Regions from separate parts of the Pan troglodytes genome. Here region 1 is linked to region 2. The links are chromatin contacts, called in public Hi-C maps. All regions are on one chromosome and are shown on one strand. Each heading gives the region's core, a stretch centred on a gene start, on an enhancer-like site or on the middle of the called end of the contact. The rest is flanking DNA. Distances are from core to core; before and after follow the strand shown. Region 1 holds the start of NECTIN1 (nectin cell adhesion molecule 1). Region 2 has its middle 150 kb from the start of NECTIN1.

The links. Hi-C and Micro-C count contacts between places; a contact is called where the count stands out from the background.
Region 1: a Hi-C map of stem cell-derived neural progenitor cells shows a contact between it and region 2, with 2.4 times the contacts expected there. The contact joins the promoter of NECTIN1 here to the enhancer-like site in region 2. A contact is called at or near these places in 1 of 7 Hi-C or Micro-C datasets (stem cell-derived neural progenitor cells) and 1 of 1 datasets of contacts at active chromatin or transcription factors (stem cell-derived excitatory neurons).

The regions. Positions count from the first base shown.
Region 1 is chr9:121,667,501-121,673,561 of NHGRI_mPanTro3-v2.0_pri, forward strand. NECTIN1 (nectin cell adhesion molecule 1) reads right to left here and starts at 4,385. Exons shown (of 6, transcript XM_016922150.4): 1 at 3,438-4,385. The coding sequence starts at 3,516. It overlaps LOC101059011 (a long non-coding RNA gene), which reads left to right and starts at 4,542. Exons shown (of 5, transcript XR_001707584.3): 1 at 4,542-4,769.
Region 2 is chr9:121,522,914-121,529,694 of NHGRI_mPanTro3-v2.0_pri, forward strand. No RefSeq gene overlaps it. Among named protein-coding and RNA genes, the nearest start is that of NECTIN1, 150 kb to the right of the region's middle. Within about 2 kb of position 3,363, at least 14 of the 24 cell types and tissues checked have an H3K27ac peak or open chromatin away from gene starts, as enhancers often do. A contact at or near this core is called in stem cell-derived neural progenitor cells, where this site is marked.

The sequences.
Region 1 (6,061 bases), core at 3,135-5,634, 150 kb after region 2:
CGGAAAAATTGAAGATACATTCACACCTCCCTTGGGTATTTTCTGTTTGTGCTGAACAATGAACATTAGTCAGCTGCTAAACAATGGCAGTATCATAGACACAGCAACTGGAACTGACCCTCTGCCCCCCAAGCCTGGTCCACTTGCTCAGTCATCAGCACTAGAGTTCTGGCCGGCTCAACCATCCTGACAACATACAACAGAGTCCGGGGGTCAAACAGTAGCCAAGGTGGATTCATTGTACAAAGGTGAGTGGCTGAGAAGGGAACCGATAACACTCTTAGCCTCAGCCAGCCTCAGGCAACAAGGGCTACCTGTCCCATATGCTCAGAAGTTCAGGTTCAAGAGATGCCTTCCGGGCCACTCAGCCAGGGCAACTGGGCCCAAGCTCTGCAGTATCTCCTCTTCCCCTCCAGCCTTGACTACGGAGGCCTAGAATCCAATTCCAAGGCACTCCACAGTGCTGCCTTATAAATGGGTAAGGAGATTCCCATTTACACATGCTGCAAACCCCAGGCCAGCAGAATTGGGTTTGCCATAATGCCTTGCCCAGCAAGCTGAAGCACACCACTGTATGTGAGAAATAGAGAGAGAGGAAGGAAAATAACCCAATAGCCCCGACACTTGGAATTTCGAAGACCACATGGCAGCAAGCTCTGCACAAGCTGCAGAGAGAGGCTGCTGAGAGGGGTGTGCTGTGACCCGACAGGTCTTCCGAGGGTGTGCATGACACCTGGGGTGTGTGTTCTCTTTCCAGACAAAAGGTGTGGGGAAGCCAATTAGGGAGGGTGTGGTGTAGGTGGGACAACAGCTCAACACACCTGCTTCTCAAGCAGGTCCTCTGCCTCCTCCTCGGGCTCCCCCTATCTCTTTTTGGGATGTAACCCACCTGCCCCACTGACCCTCTCCTCTAAGTTAACAGGAAGAAACTGTGGATTGTCATCTCAGGAAACAGAAGCCTGTGGGGCTTCACCACACTGCTTAGTAAAGTCTGTGTTGTTGAAAACATACTTCTGTGTTTACACTTCAATAGCCAGATTGGGAGTGTTTTGAAGTTGGGGGCAATCACACACACTCCAGGCCCCTCCCTCTTCCTCTCCTCAAACCCCCAGACCCAGGTTCCCTGTCACAGCCCAGGAAAACCCTGAAAAGAGCATCAGACTGGCAAGTCCCTAGAGAGACGCTATAGCGGGCAATGGGGAGGAAGCCAGCAGGTGATGCAAAGTAGGGTGTGGGCTTGCAACTTCTGGGCCAACCAGCCTCCATCCAAGTGTCAGACTGGGCACAACCGTATCCACCTGCCTCCCTGCACCCGTGGACCCTAGAGCAAGCAAGCAGAGAAGGCACCAGGAGCCCAGCCACTGGGCAGAGGAGCTGGGCGGTCCGGGAACTTCGGCGCACGGATGCTACCCATCAGTCAATTACAGTCAATGGAAGAGCATTTATTAAGTACCTCTCTCAACCCTGGTTCCTTTCTCTGCATCCCACCCTTTCACGTAGATTTTTGGCAGGGGTTGAATCCACCTTGATCCAGGTGAGTTCACCTCCCTGCTCCCATTTCCTGAGTGGGTGGAGCACAGCAGGCCTCTAGCCCCCAGTGAAGGAATTAACCATGAAGGAATCACAAAGCTGGGGAAAGAGAATAACAAAAGGAAGGAGAATAGGGTGAGTTCCTTCCCCTTCTCCCAACCCTTCCCACCACCCTTTGTCCATCCCAGGATTACGTTAACCCCTAGTGTGCTGGACCAACCAGAGCTCTGGGAAGCTCTCCTTTCTCTGGGTTCCGGATGTGGACATATGTAATTGAAGGGTTCCTGGAAGCTCAAATCCCCATGGCCAGGCAAGTCCTAGAGCCCGAACTTCTGTATCTCTGGCTGGCTTCCCAGGCCATCCAGTGTGAGAAGACCTCTCACTCTCACCAAGACCACCCTCTGGGGGCAGGGTGGGCAGTGACACCTGTGAGCCCTGGATTTTCCCCACCCCCCACATCCAGCAGGGCAGCACCCCAGGCTTCACGGGTGGAGGCACCCCAGTACTGGCTTTCACAAACTGCTTCCCAGACATCCACCACTTAGTGAGATTGGCGGGGCCCTCGTAGTGAGCTGGCTGGCAGCAGAAGAGGCATAGAAGGGAATGAGGCCAGGCTTCTGCCTTCCAGGAGTGCACCCTAGCCCCGGAACTAGGCAGCCAGACTGGTCCCTCGATAACAAACTGTCTGGCCATTCTGCGGCAAAGCACATTGCAGGAACTCGGGATCTAATATTCCTGCCCCACGAGGAGATGGTCTCTGTACACTGACCCCCTATTCTGCCACCCCAAGGCGGGGACCACGTGCTCCAGTCAAGCTCCGCCCCCCTCCCCAAAATCCCATCTTGCTAGAGCTGCAGGTCGTCTCTGGTTTCTACCCAGAGAGCTGGAGGAACTCCCCACACCCCTTGACCCACGCTTGGTGTCCAGTCAGCCGGCGAGCTCGGCAGCTTCCCCAGGGACACAAAGGGTTAAATCCAGGCGAGGGGACTCGGTCGGATTTGCCTCCTAAACGCATTTTCCAGTTCATTCCCCAGCACAATATGCCTGGGCTGGTCCCAGCCTCCGTCCCCACCCCACCCGTCAGAATGGGCCACCAGGGCCACCCCGGGGTCGGGCGCGAGGTTAACCCCTCGGCTGCCGGCAGCCCGCACCTCGAGGAAGGACACGCGGGGCACCCTCGGGAAAGTGGGTCATGCAGCTACTTGGATGGCAGGAAGCCCGCGGTGTCTCCTCCAGGGAGAGCCCCCAGAGCTGGGAGCAGAGTTCCGAGGGGGAGCCCGGTCCCGCGCCAGGCCGGGAGGAGGCTGCCCCGGCCTCACCCTCCAGGAAAGGAACCGCAGGTGAGCGAGGAGCCGCCTCTGCCGCAGCAGCCGACTCTCCGCGCCCGCTGTGGGGCGGTGTGGGGCGGGAGGGGGCCCGAGCGTCCTGAGCCGTCTGGCAAAGGGGCCGCCGAAAGAGACGAAGCCCCCCCGCCATACTCCAAACCCGCAGCTCTGAGACTGACGCCCTCCCCCTGGGGCTGTTGTCTCCCACCCCAAGACGGTGATTACGGTGATTATTTTGCATTTATGTAACACGCAGTGTTTCCAAACTGCTTCCCGAGCAGAGAGCTGGTTATTAAATAAATAGAACGCTATTACATATTATTATTTTTTGTGAAGAACTGAGCGGAGAAAGTGCTTTCATGCTACATAGAGACGTGCATCTGACTGCTTCCCTGCAGGGCAGGCGGTTCGGCTTCTCAACCTCTTTCTCCGCCGTGCCACCTCCCACCCCCTTTACCCAAGCCGTGACCCAACTTTTCTGGCTCCTTTCACTCCCCACAATCCAGTCGTGCCCGCCATCCGGCTCCCAGCCCCGGGGAGGCATTGGATGGGGGTGGGGACAGCAGAGGTGAGCGCTCTTACCTGGGAGGAAGAATGCGGTCAAGCCGAGAGCGAGTCCCCACCAGCGTCCAGCGGCGCCCGCAAGCCCCATCCGAGCCATCGGGGGCCGGGGGGCCGGCGAGAGGGGCGGCGAGGGCAGCGCTCCTCGCGCAGCAGAAACCAGCCCGGAAGATGAGGGAAGATCGCTGGCGGTCGGCGGGCGCTCGAAGGATCCAGGTCAGCTGCAGCCGTCGGCCGGGGCGGGGTGGGCTGGGTGGGATCCGCGCGGCCGCAGTCCGGGCCCCGGGCCGCCGCCGGCTCAGAGGCTCGGCAGATGCCCGCCGCAAGTTGCACGAGTCATGCCCCTTCGCCTCCTCCGCTCTCCTCCCGGCGCCGGTCCCCGCCCTCTTCTTCCACGCAGAGCGGGGCTGGGGAGAGGGACCCACCCCCGGCTCGCCCGGCTGCCCGGTTGCGCGGCGCGGGCTCCTGGCCCCGGCGCGCTCACACCCTCCCGCTCGGCTCCAACTTGCAGGCGTCCATGGCCGGCCGTCCTCCGAGGGTGGCGGGACGCACCCGGGCGGCGCGGAAGGCTCGGGGCCCAGGCGGCGGGCGCGGGGCTCGGTGGTCGGCGGCCCGGGTGGCTCTGGCTGCGCGGCCGGGCGCGAGGAGAACGGGTCGGAGGCGCCGCGCGTCCCAGCCGCCGCCGCTCTGCCGGGTGCCGGCGATCCGCAACAATGTGGAGCCGCGCTCGCTGCTCTCGCTCTCTTTCTCTCACTCGCCGAGCTCCAGCCTCTCACCCGCTCGCCCGTGATGTCAGCCAGAGGGGAGGGGTTAGCGTTAACCCCCTCCTGGCCTCGATGCGCGCCCGCCGGGGCCCGGTCGGAGCCCGAGCGCACGCGCCTTCCCGACCGAAGCAGAGGCGGATCGCGAGCGCGGGCTGCGGGGTCCGGCTCAGGACCCTCGCTCGGGAGCTACCCCTCGGCCGCCTGCCAGCTGGGGAGCCGGCTGGAGCGCGGGCTGCCCTCCTCCTCCGCTGACAAAGGCAGGCAGTGACCCCTAGCGGCCGGCGGCGCCGAGGCGCGGCGGGTGGGGGTGGAGTTAGGACCGGGCCGGGGGCGGCGGTGGAGGAGAGGGCGGGATGGAGAATCCCGGCTAGCAGCGTCGGAGCTGGCAGGGCTTCTGCAAGCCCTCTGCTCCCACCCTGGCCCCATTTCACAGACGAGGAAACAAAGGCCCAAAGAAGAGTTCCGCCCGGGACGGAACGTGGCATAGCTCGCAACAGAACCCAGTCTCCGGAGATCCCTCTCCTCTGCACCACTTGGACGTTCCACGGGGAGGCAGCGGTGCGCGGGGCGACGGGGAGCTGCCAGAGAAGTCAGTGGTGGGCATGAGTGGGTGAGACGGGCCCACTGAGGTTTCTGGTAGAGTTTCTTTTCTAATCCCTGCTCCCTTCGGGGGTTCCTTTTCCAAAAATTGAAGCACCCCGCGCCCCGCCCTTGCCCAAACATAGCCTGAAAACGAGCTCTCCTCCAGTTTCCAGGACCTTAGTTTTGAGAGATTTGTGGGATTCCCGCGAAAGTGGATCGTCCAGTCAGTGTCCCTGGCAGGGCAGGGACTCTCCGCCCCATCCCGTTCACCACCCACCACATCCGGGTGTGGTAGGATTTCTGCCAAGGCGACTGCGCCCTCCGGGCCTGCCCTCTTCCCCTTACTCTGGTCCTCCTATCCCCATCCCCTCCCCCTGGGGGAGGAAGACAGACAGAGTTTCCCACTAAGGAGAGCCGAATTCTCCCCAGACCCTGGCCGGACACTGCTCCCTCTACCCTTTGCCCAGCCCTCTAGGCGGGCAGGAGCAGAGGGGAAGTGGCTGTTTCTGATAACACGTAAATTCTGGTTCCTCACTGGAGAAGGGGCAAAGACAGCGCCATATTCCCACTGTCTGGAATCCGGCCCTGGAGTGTCTCGGTTTCTCGCGGAAGTAGTCAGATCTGGCATTGTCATGAACACTCACCCACTCACTGTATGGTCTTTTACATTTAACAAATGTAACCTGGGCTTTCTTTGTGTCAAAACACAGCGCCTGGCTTGGGGATACAGAGACATCATCATTGTCCTGAAGGAACTCAATCTAGTTGAAGGGTGGGGGAAGACAGACATAGAAACGGATGTCGTAAACAAATATTTAATATGGGATTGTGTGGGTTTGGTGGGTCACAGAAAAAGTGCCCAGTTTAGCCCGGGGTGGGGTTGGTGTAAAGGCTTCAGGGAAGTGAACACAGGGTCTCGGTGAGTCATCTATCAGACCAAGGTAAGTGCTGGAGGGCAGAGATATAAAAGAGACTGGATTTAAGGTAGAGGGTCAGCACGAGCAAAGGAATGAAGGTAAGCAATGGTCAGGTGAGTAGGGGGCCCACAAAGGGTTGACTGGTTTAGCCTGAGCCTAAGACTTGAGGAAAGGAGAGGTCTGCAGATTCGTGAATCATGCCCGGTAGCTGCTACGAGGGTTTTAAACTGGGGAACACGCTATCAGATTTAGTTTGTGGCAGCTGGGAATCTCCCATCTGGCTGCTGAGTGCTTTAAGGGCCAGGGTTGAATTGAATTCATTGTGGTGGCCTTCAGCTCTGTGCCAGGCACATTGTAGGAGCTGAAGGCATGGTTTGAAGGG
Region 2 (6,781 bases), core at 2,113-4,612:
TTCCTTCTCCTTCTTCATCTCCTTCTCCTTCTTCTTCTTTTTTAAATCAGGCAGGCTCCTAAGCCCGAGTAGGCACAGAGAGGTTACTGGTGCATTTCTAAGGATGAAGGGACAAGGAATTTGCAACTGAGCTGTCCTGGTGTCATTGACCTCAAGGATTCTCTTCCCCATTGTTGCCCTAAAGGAAAAAACTGAGGGAAAATTAATATAAGAAGAGAGTTTGTTTGCACCAAGTCTGAAGACTGCAATCAGGGAGCATAGATTTAAGTTGCCCTGAACATAAGCTTAATTAGCAGCAGTTACAAGTGGGTTTTCAAAAGAAAAGAAGAGGCAGTTCACAGGTTGTTTACCAAGAATCTACACTAAGATAAGCTGGGCAACAGAGTGAGACCCCTGTCTCTATAAAAAAAAAAAAAAAAAAAAAAAAAAGGCCGGGCACAGTGTCTCACACCTGTAATCCCAGCACTTTGAGAGGCTGAGGCTGGTGGATTGCTTGAGCCTAGGAGAGCAAGGCCAGCCTGGGCAACGTGTCAAAACCCTGTCTCCACTAAAAATACAAAAAATTAGCCAGGCGTGGTAGCACACGCCTGTAATCTCAGCTACTGGGGAGGCTGAGGCACGAGAATTGCTTGAATCTGGGAGGCAGAGGTTTTGATGAGCCAAGATCGTGTCTCTGTGCTGCAGCCTGGGTGACAGAGTGAGATTGGGTCTTAAAAAAAAATTACCTGGGTATGGTAGTACCTGGCTGTAGTCCCAGCTACTCCAGAGGCTGAGGCAGGAGGATTGCTTGAGTAGAGGAGGTTGAGGCTTCAGTAAGCAATGATCATGCTACTACCCTCCAGCCTGGACAACAGAGTGAGACCCTATCTCTAAAAAACAAGTAATAATAATAATAACAACAACATAAGCTGTTCATTCGTCATTTGCTATTCTTTGTATCACAAATTTAGGAACCTGAAGATAATGGGTGAGGCAGCTAGTCAGGAACAGAATCCCTTTGAACAATTGCTCCTGGGCCTGGGTGGAGTATGAGGAGGGATGTGTATGACTGAATTCCCAAACTCCTGTCTCTCAGGGCCTGATCAGTTTTGCAGGGCTTAGACCGCTCTGAGCTATTTTTCTTTTCTCACCATGTTCTCTACTGCCCCACACCATGAGGCAAGGGCTCAGAGGGAGTTCAGTGAGAAAAGAATTTGGAAAAACGCTCAGGCATCAATATGCAAAGTCCTTGTTTAGAAATAGGAAACTGAGGAAGACAGGACCCCCTGGGTCATCCAGATTCTGTAGAAGAGGAAAAATACCTTTTCCTTCCACCTTTCTTAGGTTCATTGGCTGGAACACCTGTAACAAAAGACAGATTAACAAGAGAAAAACAAACAGAAGTTTATTAACCTCTATACCTCATGTACACATGGGAGATGCCCAGGGAAAAAGGAGTACATCTCAAAGAGGTGGTTTAGAATTCAGGCTGAAATACCATCTTCAGCTGAAACGAAGAAAGAAGGGTATGAGGGAGGCCAGTTATGGGGAGGTGACCAAGAAAAGCACAGTAAACAAGAGTAAGGTTTGCTATGCATATTAAAGTCAGTGCTTATCCATTGATAAGTCTCTAGTGATTTGGAGACATCCTTCTCTTCCTGGTACAGAGAGGGAGACATCCTTACAAAGGGAGATTTCCTTTGTAAATGTAAATTTCCCATACGAAAGGGTAACTTCTACTCTGTTTTCAGTTTCTCCTGTGTCTGCAGATTCTCAAAATAATTAACTCAAAATAATCCTTATGCCAGAGAGGCATATGCTAGGGTGGTATATTCTGGTCCCCTACAGTCATATTTTGGTCTCCTACAATTTACAGAGAAAACTAATGTCAGAGACGAGACTAGAAGCCAGCACAAGATGTATAGAGCCAAAGATATGTTGCTGCCATTCTGGGTGAAGGAGCCCAGAATCTAATGTGGTGTCTGCTCCTTCTCTTACCTGGGCACAAACCGAGATCTTTTTTTTTTTTTTTTTTTTTTTTTTTGAGATGGAGTCTCGCTCTGTCGCCAGGCTGGAGTGCAGTGGTGCAATCTCAGCTCACTGCAACTTCCACCTCCCGGTTTCAAGCGATTCTCCTGCCTCAGCCTCCTGAGTAGCTGGGACTACAGGTGCATGCCACCACGCCCAGCTAATTTTTGTATTTTTAGTAGAGATGGGGTTTCACCATGTTGGCCAGGATGGTCTCGATCTCCTGATCTCGTGATCCACCCGCCTTGGTCTCCCAAAGTGCTGGGATTAGAGACATGAGCCACCGCACCCAAACTGCAATCTTAAAGGAAACCCAGCCTCACGCTTCGTCTTTTCTCATGTTTCCCCGCCCCTCTTCTCTTGCTCAGGTGCTGGCAGCCTGTCTAGTGGAGGGTTGCTCTGGATGCGGCAAGGTTGGACAGGATGAGCTCTAGAGAGCCAGGGCTTTTGATCTTAGACCTGGGGAGAGGTGGGACCTGGGAGGTGAGCTGCAGGTAACCCAGTTGCAGTAGCCATTAGCCAGCTGTGAGCCCTTGGGAACTGGGAGTCAGGACTCCTGGGATCTGCCTCCTTTCTCTCTCCTCCCTGGTCTTCTGAGGCCAACTCATCTTTGGTTTTCCACTGGGAAATGTTTTCACCTCTCCAAACCTGGACAGAGCGCCTCCTCCTGGCTGAGTGGGGATGTTCTCCAGCGAACCTTGGGACCTTGTGGAGCAACACTGCACACATGGGGTTCATCAAAAAGCCATTTGCAGGCCGGGTGCGGTGGCTCACGCCTGTAATCCCAGCACTTTGGGAAGCTGAGGCGAGTGGATCATCTGAGGTCAGGAGTTCAAGACCAGCCTGGCCAACATGATGAACCCCCATCTGTACTAAAAATACAAAAATTAGCCGGGCGTGGTGGCGTGCATCTGTAATCCCAGCTACTCGAGAGACTGAGGCAGGAGAATGGCTTGAATCCAGGGGGCAGAGGTTGCAGTGAGCCAAGATTGCACCACTGCACTCCAGCCTGGGTGACAGTGTGAGACTCTGTCTCAGAAAAAAAAAAAAATGCCATTTGCAAGGGTGAGAGTTGCATCCTCTGAGCCCCTAGCCCCTCCTCCTTGGCCTGAATGCAGGAATGGCAGGCTTGGGCACTAGTTGGATGGTTGGAGGAGGACTCCAACTCAGAGCAGAGCAGCACGCGGGGCCTAGAAGGCAGTATGGGAGCCACTTCTAGGTTCTGGAATGTGCAAACTCAGCCACGCACAAACCCTCAGCTTCCGGCCCAACCTCCTGCTGAGTTATTGAGGCAGATAATGGAAGAGGGGGGGCGCCTAGAAACCCCCAAGCCCCTCCTCCTGCCCACTGTGTCCTCCGAATCCCTCTCCCGCGGCTCCGCGCGGCGGAGCTCAGGGGCGCAGGCTCTTAGAGCTGCGGTGGGGCGGGGGCCGCGGGACGTCCGTTTGTTCTCCGCGGAGGAGGCGACGCGCCGCCAACGACCGCAGCTCCACGTCCCGGCGCTTCTGGGAGCCGCCCCAGCGGGAGCCAGGGAGAAAATGAATCGCCTTGAGTGACACAGGACATGGCAGATTGGAAGTTTAATTTGGGTATCTCTTTAGAACGCCCCCCACGCCCACCTCCTCTGCTCCCACTTAGCATCCAGCCGGCGAGAAAGCCCTGCTCCTCACAAATTGCCTTGTCGGCTCGGAGAAAAATGCCAGCGTGACTGATTGCTAGGTGGGTCCCTCCAAGTGCGCGGGAAGGAACCGGCACGACCGCACAATGCTCCTTCCTACAGAGACGCGGCGTCGTGCCAGAGCCGGAGATTTGAGTCAGACACCGGGAAGGACTGCCCGTGGAGGAGGGCGGCTCGTGGGGCTGGGGGTTTGTTTAGGGGTCTCTCGGGTCCAGAGGGAGGGCCAGGCGACCCTGGCTGGGGTCTGGTGGCTGTGGGGGGCCTGCGGGGCCCAGAGGAAAAGGCCGGCACCCGGTCCGCGAGAGGGGGCACGTACGGGGCGCGGAGGCGGAACGCAGCCCCCAGCAGACGGACAGCCTTCCCCAGACTGCTTGGAGCTCGGAGCCCGGCGCCGAAACCTGCAGATCACAACCTGTCAGTCGCGCTTTCCCGGCAGCCTCACCTGCCTCCAGATCTTTCCAAACAAGGAAAGGAGCTGCAAACATGGCAATCACCTTCCCGGCAGCGGCAGACAGCTGCCAGGGAGCAGCAGGCGACGAGCCAGCCCAGTCAGGGAGGCGGAGACGTGATCAGGCTGCGGCAGCCCCCTATACCGAGCTAGAGCTCGGGCGGACCCCGCCCCCCGCCGCAGGGACTTTGGTGGATGTCCAAGGTCACCCTCAGCTCGGCAGGGGTTCAGCACCGGAGCAGCCACCTGTTCAGGTGGCAGTTCTGGAAGGACCCCTCGGGGCTGGGGGAGGGTGGGACTAGGGCCGCACCCTGGCTTTTGCTAACCATTTATGTGACTGGGGCAAGCTCCCTGGCCTTGGACTCTGACCACACCGCACAGGGCCTGGGGTCGCTTCCATGCAGCTCTCTCATTCTGATTCTGGAGATCTCTTGGGAAGAGCTAAGAGTGGCTTGTAGGCCCTGAAGCTGGGTAGGGCCCAGAAACCACACTTTCTAGGCTGTGGAGTGGCCCTGATCCTCTCTTCATTGTCCAGATTATTGCTTGAAGCCAACTCAGTGGGGTGTTGAAGTGGCTAATCCAAGCTACTTGAGATGAAGAGGTGTTGGAGGTCTGACCCGGGGTAAACCTGAGTGATCCCGGACTCAGGGCTCTCAAAAGGCTGGAATGAAGAACCTCCTTTGGAGGGTTAATATAGGAGAATTTAAGGGGTTCCCACCTTCCTTCCCATCAGCCTGCTTAATGTTACTACCCATGCCAAGGACAGCCCGATGGGTGCGCCAGCTTCCCTTAGAACTGACTGCCTTTTACTCCATGAACTGTTTGAGATTGCGTGGGTTCTTCTGAGTTCTTGAAAGTATGAGGACAAACAGAAGGGAGGATGCTCTCAACATGAATGTGGATAATTTGCCCCCAGTGAAGCCGCAGTGTGGCTAATTCACCTGTACAAATCAAGAGATGGATGCCTTTTCCATCTGGTCTCATTCAGATGTCTTCTCAAATCAGAAAATATCTACTCTTTAGCTCCCAGCCCAGGTAACACTTACTACTCCTTCACCAAGCCCACCTTCCCAGCTTCCTCACATACAGTAGCGGATGAATCGCCCCCCCCCCCCACCCGTGCCACACGGAACAGGGCCATCAAAGTGGCCCTAGGCCAAGGGGAGGTCTCTGCCCCCTTCCCCAGCCCTGGGCTACCCTTGGGTCCTGCTCCTCCGGCCACTCCCCTGTCCCTGGCCATGTGGGGAGGAGGCTGCCCTGGTCATGGCCGCCTGCCTGTCATTCCTGACTCACCACCATCCCCAGGTGTACCATTCCTGCCGTCTGCTCAGCTGCAATTGAAGGCTTTAACTTTGCACACTTTGGGATCACAGTTGTGTCATTGGAATAAATTAAGCAGGTCTCAACCGCCTCCCCCACCCCAGGGAAAAAAAAAAGCCGGGGGGGCCCTAGGATGAGAAAGCTGGAGGGAGCGGGCAGGAATCCACTTAAAACTATTCCTTAAGCTTAAAACATGGTGTAGGTGGGGAAAATATCATGATCAGATGGAAGTTAGGGTGGCAGAGAATGTCACCAAGTCATCTTGATCCATTGCAAGAAAGAGGCTGGGATCTGGGTGCCGAGGAAACCTTCACCAAGCTATGTGAAGAAGACTCAGCCTTTCCTCAGTATCCTAGCTAGCTCCCCCTTCCCGTGCCACACCTATTCTACTCTCTAAAGGGGCTTAACATCCTCATGCTCTCTGCTTGTTCACCAAGTTTTCAGCAAAGTATCTCTAATAGTCATTTACACCTGCATTAGAAGATAAGTTCCCGGGTGACAGCTTATGTAAATGTTCAGGTCAACTTTTCAGAAGGTATTTGCTATGGTTTGAATGTGTCCCTCCCAAAAGCATGTGTTGGAGACATAATTGCTATTGTAACCATATTAAGAGGCGAGCCTCTTAATACGGTGGCTCATGCCTGTAATTCCAGCTATTTAGGAGGCTGAGGTGGGAAAATCGCTTAAGGCCAGGAGTTTGAGACCAGCCTGGGCAACATAATGAGACCCCATCTCCAAAAAGTAAAAACATAAAAAATTAGCTGGGTGTTTGTAGTATGGCTATTAGCAGGTAGTTGGTGCCAGCTACTCAGGAGGCTGAGACTGAGGTGGGAGGATGGCTTGAGCCTAGAAGTTTGAGGCTGCAGTGAGTTATAATTGTGCCATTGTACCCCAGCCTGGGCAACAGAGAGAGACCTCGTCTCTAAAAAAACAGAAAAAGAGGCTGGGCATGGTGGCTCACACTGGTAATCTCAGCACTTTGGGAGGGTGAGATGGGCAGATCATGAGGTCAGGAGTTCGAGACCAGCCTGGCCAACATGGTGAAACCCCATCTCTACTAAAAATACAAAAATTAGCTGGATGTGGTGGTGTGTGCCTGTAATCCCAGCTACTTGGAAGGCTGAGGCAGAAGAATCACTTGAAACTGGGAGGCGGAGGTTGTAGTGAGCTAAAATCATGCCATTGCACTCCAGCTGGGGTGACAGAGCAAGACTCTGTCTCAAAAAAAAAAAAAAAAAAAAAAGAAAGAAAGAAAGAAAGAAAAAGAAAGAGGCAGGATCTTTAAGAGGTGGTTAGGCCATGAGGGGTCTGCCTTCATGAATGGATTA